Linked DNA regions of Pan troglodytes: region 2 is linked to region 1. The links are chromatin contacts, called in public Hi-C maps. All regions are on one chromosome and are shown on one strand. The core of a region is the stretch at or near the end of the contact, and the rest is flanking DNA. Distances in the headings are between cores, read along the strand shown.

The links. Hi-C and Micro-C count contacts between places; a contact is called where the count stands out from the background.
Region 2: a Hi-C map of induced pluripotent stem cells shows a contact between it and region 1, with 2.1 times the contacts expected there. The contact joins the enhancer-like site here to the promoter of PCDH7 in region 1. A contact is called at or near these places in 2 of 7 Hi-C or Micro-C datasets (induced pluripotent stem cells and stem cell-derived neural progenitor cells) and 1 of 1 datasets of contacts at active chromatin or transcription factors (stem cell-derived excitatory neurons).

What each region holds. Positions count from the first base shown.
Region 1 is chr3:31,140,677-31,145,489 of NHGRI_mPanTro3-v2.0_pri, forward strand. PCDH7 (protocadherin 7) reads left to right here and starts at 3,042. Exons shown (of 4, transcript XM_009447470.4): 1 at 3,042-4,813. It overlaps LOC129143707, which reads right to left and starts at 3,885. Exons shown (of 2, transcript XM_054682824.1): 1 at 3,795-3,885; 2 at 199-2,972. The coding sequence starts at 1,531. The coding sequence ends at 965.
Region 2 is chr3:31,470,432-31,475,211 of NHGRI_mPanTro3-v2.0_pri, forward strand. The region is part of intron 3 of PCDH7 (protocadherin 7); the gene reads left to right. Among named protein-coding and RNA genes, the nearest start is that of PCDH7, 330 kb to the left of the region's middle. Within about 2 kb of position 2,505, at least 1 of the 24 cell types and tissues checked has an H3K27ac peak or open chromatin away from gene starts, as enhancers often do. A contact at or near this core is called in induced pluripotent stem cells, where this site is marked.

The DNA of each region.
Region 1 (4,813 bases), core at 1,792-4,291:
CAGCGTCTATTATAAATGAAAGGCCCCCTGAGATCACATCTCCAGCATCTACTTTGTATTCTTAACCATAAACTTTTGTTGTAGTTACTTCTCTTACTGTCTTTTCTTGAGGCTTGAACTACATCAGGGACCCTGAATGCTATTTTTCAGTTCAGCCACTGAAATTTCTTAACGGCAAAACAGGTTTAAGCAAGCGAGGTTAGTAGGTAAATTAAAAAAAAAAAATCTACTGAATATTTTAAGTTTAGGGTAAGATTTCTGGCACAGAAAATGAATCGTTTGTCAAGGTTTTATTAAATGCATATTAGAACGGGATGATATTTATATTTTAATCAATTTCATTTTTTACATCTTGGTTTCAAAGGGGTATTTCCTTTTATTGTTCTTTTTTAAAAAGCCACTAAAGAAAAAACAGAAATCTCCATTTCAACATTCCCTCAAACATTTTGCTTCCTACATGCGATGACGTCTAATCACTCTGATCGATGCAAGCTTTAGGACACTGATCTCATTTTCTCTCTCCAGTTCTGGGCGCCAAAGCAGCAGCACCAGCAGCAGCAGCAGCAGCAGCCTCTTTAATTTATTGCAGGCGGTTACACTTTCGATCCCATTTCCTTCTGAACCCTTTCCTCTCAGGTTGAGTAGATAAATGCAGCCTCAGGTCTGAGAAGCCGGGCGGGGTTGGTGGGTGGGAGCGAAGCCGGATATCACATTCCCTCGGTGAGGTCTGGTACCGGGGGGGATTAAGTCTCCCGGTTCCATTTAATGAAATTGCTGAGCACTTGTGACACTGGCTGTAAGACTGCGGAAATGGGGCGGGGGTGGGAGAAACTGCTTCTCTCTTCATTCATCCTCTGCGCCGGCGAGAGGAGAGTGTCAGCCCCTAGAGAGGGGGCGGAAGAGGACTGGGAGCTCCAGCCGCCGCAAGGGCGCCCCGAGGGCTCCTCTCACCTCCCCCGTACCCCTACCCCGCCCATTTCCTTTGCTTGCCCAGAACGGCGCTGCAGGGCAAAGCCGCCGCCACTTCTTTGCTGCTCTGGCAGAAAGGTCGGAGCCTGGGACTGATGGGGGTGGGAGCAAAGCCAGCAGGCTTCTTGGCCCCCGCAGTCTGTCCTCGCTGTTCTCCATGCAGCACACGTCGGACCCATTTCCCACGCTGGCTTGGCTCCGCCGCGAAGTTGGTAGGAATGAGAGTGAGGAGGGCGGGCTGGAGACTTCCTCCCGCTCGCAAAGAGGAAACCACTCCACTGTGAAGGACGCGCTGCAACTCCCTAGTCATCCGGGAAGAAATGTGCAGCGCGCTGAGGAAAAGCCGCCCACTCCTTCGCGCCCCCCTCAAGTGTGAGCCTGGAGAGTGCGCGCCAGAGCCGCGGGCAAATGCTTTGAAGATGCGGAGAGGCTTATTCAAGTTTATGGTCTGGAGAGGGACGAGGGAGTGCACAACGTTTCTGCCCACGCGGCTGCCTGAAGTTTGCAAAATCTTAGTAAGGCGATGAGGGGAGTGAGTGCACTGCACCATATTGCCGCGCATCGGAATGCACGGCGCAAGACCGCGGAGTGGAGACGGCTTCTCCCATTTGCCTCCAACCTGGGAAAAAGGGGAACCAGGGTCGGAGGTTTGGAGGGAGGCAGGCGTTCCGATAAACCCAGGTTCTTGCCAAATGTAAGAGGGATTTGGCTTTACTGCCACTTAGCCGGCCGCGAAGGCGCTGCGGAGCCCACCCCCGCCCCCGGCTCGAAACTGCGGCGGTGCGCACTGAGCCTGCGCGCGGGGCTTTTCTCGCTGATGCTGCAGATACAGAGCTGAGAGGTTCGGGTGCCAGCAGCGGGAGGGTTAGCGGGAAGGCCGGGTTCCCTGCCCTGGCCTCGGAGGAGGAGCCACCACCCCTGGGGTGATGCTACTTTCACAGACTGGAAAATACTCGCCAGCTCCCTGACACACACTTAGACACCCTTCCATCCAACGGGCATCTACGATCCCCTGTAGGGAGAGCTTGGAAATCTCTGCCGCCTCTCCCTCCTCATTCCTGTTCCTGCGCCCGCCCAAACAACCGCGCGCTACATCTGCTCGTTGACTTTATTGGTGTTTGTCTTGTTTAAATCATTCTGCCTCGTCACCCAGGTCTCGTAAAGAATACCCACACCGGACAGATTTTATTTTTTCGGCTTTAAATTTTTCTTTAAGGGGAGGCCCTTAAATGTATATGGATACGTCAGGCGAGCTGAAGACTAAGCAAATCCCAGCAGCGGCCCTTTCTCTCTTTCGAGATGGTAAAAATTCTCCCCAAATACCTACAGTCCGCCTCAGTCCTCTTAATCCTAGCCGGGCCTCTTCGTTTACAGCCACTGAAATAAATGAGTAAATGGCTCAGTTCAAAAACACAACCAGACCTGAGATCTGATGAGGCCGGCTGCGGTGGTCGTGAATGAAAATTGGAGAAGCCTTGCTTCGGGAAATAGGGACAGTCAAGGGACACAAAGTCAAAAGGAGAGATGGGAAAGCTGGGGACACTTTGGTACACAAAGTTGCCATTAAAGTTTATTTCCCTTTTATCCAGATAGGTGACGCTACACTTTGCCAGTTACTAAAGGCTGCAGGTTTCTGCTCAGAAAATAATACCGAGGTTTCCAACATGTGTTTATTCCCCAGGCGCGCACACACGGTCTACCCCCGCAAGCAAGCACGACGACAGGAATGTCAAGCATTTAAACAAAGACAGACATCCTTCCCCCTCCACCCAACGCCGCCCCTGCCCCCCGCAACCATCCAAAGTCTGAGCTCCCAAAAAAGGATCTTTCTCCCGCTCTCTGGAGTTTGATGTTCTCTCTTCACTACTGCAGCCCGTCATGGTTTTTCAGAACAGAGTGGCTTTCTGGGCGCTCGTAGGTTCCCCAGGACCCCGATAACCATGTCCTAACCAAGATGCTAAATCGCGAACCGGAGACACTTTCCGGGGGGAGGAGGACGTCGTCTGAGAGGGAGGGAGAAGGAGAAACCTATCCTGACACCAGCTCCGAAAGCTCTCACGCGTGAACTGGGCATTAGTCAAGGGAGGAGGAAATTTACCAGCCCGAGGGAGGGAAAACAAGTCCCCCAGAGAAGACGGCGGTACTTGCTGGGGAGGGGGACTGGGCTTTGGCTTAAAGAGGACTGGCTGGGATTGGGCACACTTTGAGCGGCCCCTGGAGCTGAGGCTGGGCTTTCCCGAGCGCGGCGGCTGGCTGACGCTCCCTCCCGCCTCCTTACCCCGGGCCCTCCTCCCTCGCTCTCTCCTAGTGTGTAGTTTCGGCGGCTCGGCTGCTACTGCCGCCGCCGCTGCAGCAGCAGCGTCAGGGACAAGCCTGATCCGTGAGCAAGCGAGCACCCAGCAGCAACCACCACTTTGGGCAACTTGCGGGTTTCCTGCTCGCGGGTAGCGAACGGGAGATTCCCACTAGCGGTTCAGTGTCTCCGAGCCGCTGCAGCCCGAGGGGCGGCGGGAGCGCCCGCACCAGACTCTCCCAGACGCGAAAAGGGACGAGACAACTGCGGAATTCACCAGCCGTGCCAGGGCACTTCCGAGGCCACAACCGACTGACACTTTTTCTCCCCTTGGCAAACTGGATTTTTTTTTTTTAAGCTACTTGGCAGCTGTCTCTGACTCCACCTCCCCCTCCACCCCCGCCCGAAAGCCTTTGGCTTTTCTTCGGAAATCCAGACAGAATTGGGCATCTTTGTTAATTGCCGTTGGGGACGCCCGGCCGTGCGCTTTCGCCGGCTAACGTCGCCTGTGCTCCGAGCCTGGTTTGCTCACCTTTGAACTGCAAAGGGATCAAGTTCAGCTTGAGTTCCCTGCATTGGGACTAAGAGGAAGGAGAGAGAGCGTGCAAGAGAGCGAGTGGGAGAGGGGGAAAGGGGAAAGGAGAGGAGGGAGGAGAGAGAGGAGGGAGGAGAGAGAAAGGGAGGGAGGGAGGGGAGGGATCGAGAGAGAGCGGGGAGAGAGAGGCTGCAATCTCCTCCCTGAATCGCGCACAGCGCTGCAGATCCCACTGCTCCGACATGCGGGCCGAATGCAGGTGAGAAAAGGCACGGACTCTGCGGCTGCGAACCCAAACTTGGGCACCGCACGGTGCGCACTGCTCAGCCTTCGCCCCCGTGGGCGAAAGGCTGCTGCGGTTTCAGGCGGCTGCTTCGTGACTAATGACCTTGCGCAGAGTTGTTAAGAAAAAAGAGAAACCCGCGCTCTCCGGGGTGAGAAGGGACTGACTCTGGGCGTCTCTGAAGATGGCTCGGGCTTCTCTTTGGCGCTCCGGGGGGACCCTGACACTGACCGCTCTGTGACGCGAGTAGTCTCCGCTGCACCGTGCCCGAAGCGACGTGCCGGGGGATTTTTCATTCTCGATCTGTTGACTGGCTCCCCCGCTGCATGAGCAGAGTCGGAGTTGAGACTGGCTTGTTGCTGGCCCCAGCGCCTGGTGCAGGAAGCGACTCACGTTTGTCTGGGTGGCCGGAGCCGGAGCAGAGCCTGGGTTTGGAGTGAGTGCCTGGAACGTGAATTGGACTCAACTCGAGTAGCAGCAAAGACCAGCGGGCTGGCAGGCGGGGGAGGCTGCAGGCTCATTCCCCACCTCTTCCCAGCCCCACTGCCCGTCTGCCGGAGCGGTTCTGGCCCCTTCCGACAGAGCGGGGACTAGAGCCGGGGATTCTCCGCCGGCTGCGGGGATGACTGTGGGTGGGGGGGCCGCCGAACCCGCGGCGCGCAGTGTCCCGTGAACTGTGAGTACTGCGACTGAACGGCGGCAGGCGAGCGGGCGATTAGCACCCATTGCATGA
Region 2 (4,780 bases), core at 1,255-3,754, 330 kb after region 1:
ACTTGGTGTATTTTAAAGAGCATGCTCCTTGCTTAGCATGATGAAATGCAGTCACTGCTAATTATCATGGCTGCAATTTTCAACTTCACAAGTGAAAATCAAACCACAGACTCCTAAGTGCTGGAAGTCATGCAATTCTAAGCAAAATCCTGAAGGAGCACGACACAGAAGGCCAGTTAAAGTTACCCCCCACCCCCTTGCATTGAGCAGTCCTACAAAGAAAAGAATTGTCCCCAACTAGACCATTGTTTCAGTTGGCATTGCTTTGCTAGTTATTTACATTTTCATTAGGGCAGGGCAATTTCCCCTCAAACAGGCTGTTGCAATTTGTTTATGTAGCGTTTTCATCCAATCAATATGCTCTTTATGATGAAGATGCAGAAATGCCACCAACTGGCTTGGGTTATTTTTTAAAAAAATAATGCTGCTTTATAAAAGCAACTTTTACTATTTCTGAGGAATAAATGTCATCCAAGGGGCATAAAATAAACCAAGAATTTTAAAAAGTTTTCTGTTCATAGAAGTGAAATATTTTTTCCTTCAAGAGAGTTGTGTGCAACAGGGGACAAATTGTAGCAATGGGAGTAGGAAAGTTAATCAAAAAGGTAATCATGTGAATCCAGGCAGCATTCCCTCTGCAGCAAGATACTAGTGTTTCTGATCGACAAAGTATGCAGTGAGTTAGGGCACTGTGGTTTTCATCGGCTGAGTGTGCAGCCTCAGTAATGTAGAAATGCAGAGCACTCATTCATATCATTTGAATGAGCATGATTCAAGGCTTGATTTTTATTCATATGTTTGATTGATTGTCATTTTCTCTCATCCCTGTTTTCTAGATAAGATAGGAGGATAGCAAAGTCAAGCAATGCTTTTCCTTCTAGTCATCAAATTAGAGTAACAGCAGTGAGTCAGATACTCTTGTTATAAAGAACAATCATATATTTTTTCCCAGTAGAATTCTCCAATCTCTTTTTGATCTTTGCATGCTGTATTAATGACTGTTAATTACATTGACATGGAGAATATTTGATTTTTTTGACGAACAGTGTTGCAATAATTTATGAAAACTATCATGCGTGTGTGTCTATATGGGTGTGTGTGTGTATTTTATATTTATGAATCGTTTATGCAGATCGTTTCAAGAAAAGGGAGTCTTGTAAGTTAACTCCTAACTTAGTTTCTTTGGGGTCCTGTGGGAAGCATTGGGGAAGGATTAGATATCGAAGTCAAACTCAAAAATTTTACTCTTTAGGGAGAGACAATTGCACAAAAATAAATGTGATGTATAGTAAAGTGTAAAAGCTACCATATGAAAAATGCAGGTAATCAGTGGTGGATAACATAAAAAAAGAGATTGTTTTCAGCAAAATAATGTGCATAAAGGAATTACTGTAAAGTTTGATGTCTTGTTCAATTTTTTGTTCCTTTAACAGAATACTTGAGACTGGGTAATTTATAAAGAAAAGAAACATATTTATTATCGTTCTAGGGGCTGGAAAGTCAGAGGTTGAGGGGCTACATCTGGTGAGGGGCCTTTTGCTGGTGCAGAGTCCCAAGGCAGCACAGGGTATCACATTCTGAGGGGCTCACAGGAGACAGCCAAACTAGCCTATATAATGGCCCATTCCTATGATAACCAACTCACTCTCTTGATAATGCATTAATCCATTAATTCATGAATCCGTGAATGGATTTTTTTCATGGGGGCAGAGCTTCTTTAACCCAATCAACTCTTAAAGACCTCATCTCGTAATACTGTTACCCTAGGGATTAAGTTTCAACATGAGTTCTGGAGGGGACAACTATTCAAACCATAGCATCTGGCATAAAATAATGTGCTTCAATGAACATATGCGTGCATGTATCTTTATAATGGAATGATTTATATTCCTTTGGGTATATACCCAGAAATGGGATTGCTGGGTCAAATGGTATTTCTGCCTCTAGGTCTTTGAGGAATTGCCACACTGTCTTCCACAATGGTTGAACTAATTTACACTCCCACCAACAGTGGAAAAGTGTTCCTTTTTCTCCACAACCTCCCCAGCATCTGTTGTTTTTTGACTTTTAGTAATAGCCTTTCTGACTGGTGTGAGATGCTATCTGATTGTGGTTTTGATTTGTATTCTCTAAAGATTAGTGATGTTGAGGTTTTTAAGATATGTTTGTTGGCTGCATGAATGTCTTCTTTTGAGAACTCTCTGTTCATGTTGCCCTTTGCTCACTTTTTAAGGGGGTTTTTTGTTTGTTTATTTCTTGTAAATTTGTTTAAGTACCTTGTAGATGCTGGACGTTAGACATTTGTCACATGGATAGATTGCAAAAATTTCTCCCATTGTGTAGATTGTTTGTTCACTCTGATAATAGTTTCTTTACTCTGATAATAGTTTCTTTTGCTGTGTAGAAGTTCTTTAGTTAATATTTTCAGGAGGTTAAAGGAGGATGAGGCTGAGCAGTTACTGAGTTTACAAAGGAGATCACTGTAAGCCTTCAAGGCAATTGCTTTGTCATGGTAAAGGCATAGGCTAAAGTGTAAGGGACTTAAAATTAAATGGGAGCTGAGAAAATGGAGCTGGCTGGAAGTAGTTTACCTTTCTCTAAGGATATCTAATGATGAGAGAAAGGAGAGAAGATGGCAGCTTCTGGTGTAACTTATGCCTAAAAGTGGCAATCTCTTAGGGACAACTTCTGTTTATTTAAATACATAAATAGGTAAGTAAGTAAGTAAATAATAGTGGTGCCTACCATTAATACACAATGAGGAGAGGGTTCATTCAATATAACAGATGCCACATTTTAGGGGGCTGGAAAGAAATTAGCAGGTTATGCAGAAAGCCAGGCATTCTCAGGATTAACAAAGTGGACTCTGGGATTTTTATACAAAGCTGTGCAGAGAAAAGTCAAAAGGTATACACATGTCTGTGGGCACACATTTTAATACTATAACTGTGGCTTTTTTGCATTTATATATTATAAATTTTATATCCCATATTTCTTTAAGCATAAATATCCTATGACAACAAGGTATTATGGCTTTCTCCCTTTTCATTTTTTTAAGTGTAATTATCAGCAAGAAGAATGCATTCAACAGACACAGAATATTGATTTCATTTTTCATTGATTGACATTTCTGTGTTTTCTTATGCTAGGAGGCTAACAACTTTCAATTTTATGTATTTTATCTAGATTTTTAAAATGTAATAATGATTTAATATATGTGGGATAATACATTACTACCACGTTTGTGCACTAGAGTTATTCTAAAGTACTAAGCAGTGAAACAGACAAAAATGTGAGTGTTGTTAGTAATATAATTTGGTGTTTTAACAAACAATACCAAGAATCTCTAAATTAATTAATTGGTTATTTTAATAAGCTTGGAGTCATTTCTTGGGAAAATAAATATAAGATTCACATAGCTGTCTTTCCTTTTCAGGAGGAGGGAGATAAAGTTAGTTACTTTTATGTATTTATCAATTTTCCCAAGTTGAAACACAAGTAACATAGGACCTGCAGTGACTTTTGGACCCTGACTTCTCTGCCTCAGGTTTAATCTCAAGCTATCAAGTTTTGGAGAGTCCCCTAAGTATTTTATTTTTATTCATTTTATTTATATTTCTTTTATGGCCTAGCAGATATACGAATAACCAGTTAGATTTTTTAGGAAGTAAGCCAGCATATTAATGAATGATTTGTAATTTCAAGGTAGTTTATTAATTTATTCTAGCATGGTGGTGACACAGAAATTACTGTGACTTTAGAAAATAAAATTAATTTGAGCTTTAGAGTCTGTTTTCTTGCTTTCTTAACTTCTGGTACTTTATCTGAAGTGGAATCTCTGATTCTCTGGTCTTTCTGATGTGTCTTCTCTCTCTTTTTTCTTTTTGCACTTTTTTTCCCTAGGGATTTGTATTTTGATTGCAAACCTTCTTTGATATCAGGTTTCCGGAAGTAATTGTACACAGTATCTCTCTCTGTGTCTGTGTATGTGTGTCAAAGGGACAATATGAAGAGCCAGAGAGCCATTTCCATAGTGAACATAAAGGTTCTAGACCAAATACTAAATTAAGAGATTCACAAAACACTTACACTGGGCATTCCGTTCCTGCTGTCAGAAGTCATAACATGATAAGCAGAACGGTAGCTGATACAAATGATGGTAGCATATTTAAAATCTTTGGTCAAATGCAGTTCCTGATTTGCTACAGTTTTGGATGGCTACATGTTAATAAAATATTTTTGGTTGAAATTCTTAGTAACCAATTGATAACACTTTTCATAAATTAGATTATTGCAACCTATCTCTCCTGTAATTATAAAAACCAATACTACCCCATCTATATCCTTGCATTAATCTGGTAGTACTACAAAGCCTGCCTTTTGAGGACAAGTTTGAAGAACCAGTGTGAACAGTTCTTTCATTGCACTTGTATTTTTCGAAGCACACTGATTCTGATACATGAAAGAATGTCAATTTTACCTGCAGCATTCTTGAATAGGTAGCTGATGCCAAATTTCAGTAGCATCCTCCAGAGGGCACTGTCACCTGTTTTATATACTGTATAACTTGTATCCTTTTATTAAGATGCTGTGCAATACTCGAAGAGTTATTTTAATCTATTTTTATGTGAAATGCAATCATGCATTCTTTGCATCATCCACAACCCTGCTATCTACAGCAGCTTCCCCTGTCCATTGTTGTAGACCATGGGTTGACTTGTATATCTGTATACAAGTTTTATATCAGTAACATTTTGTAGATTGATCCACCTAGGCTAAA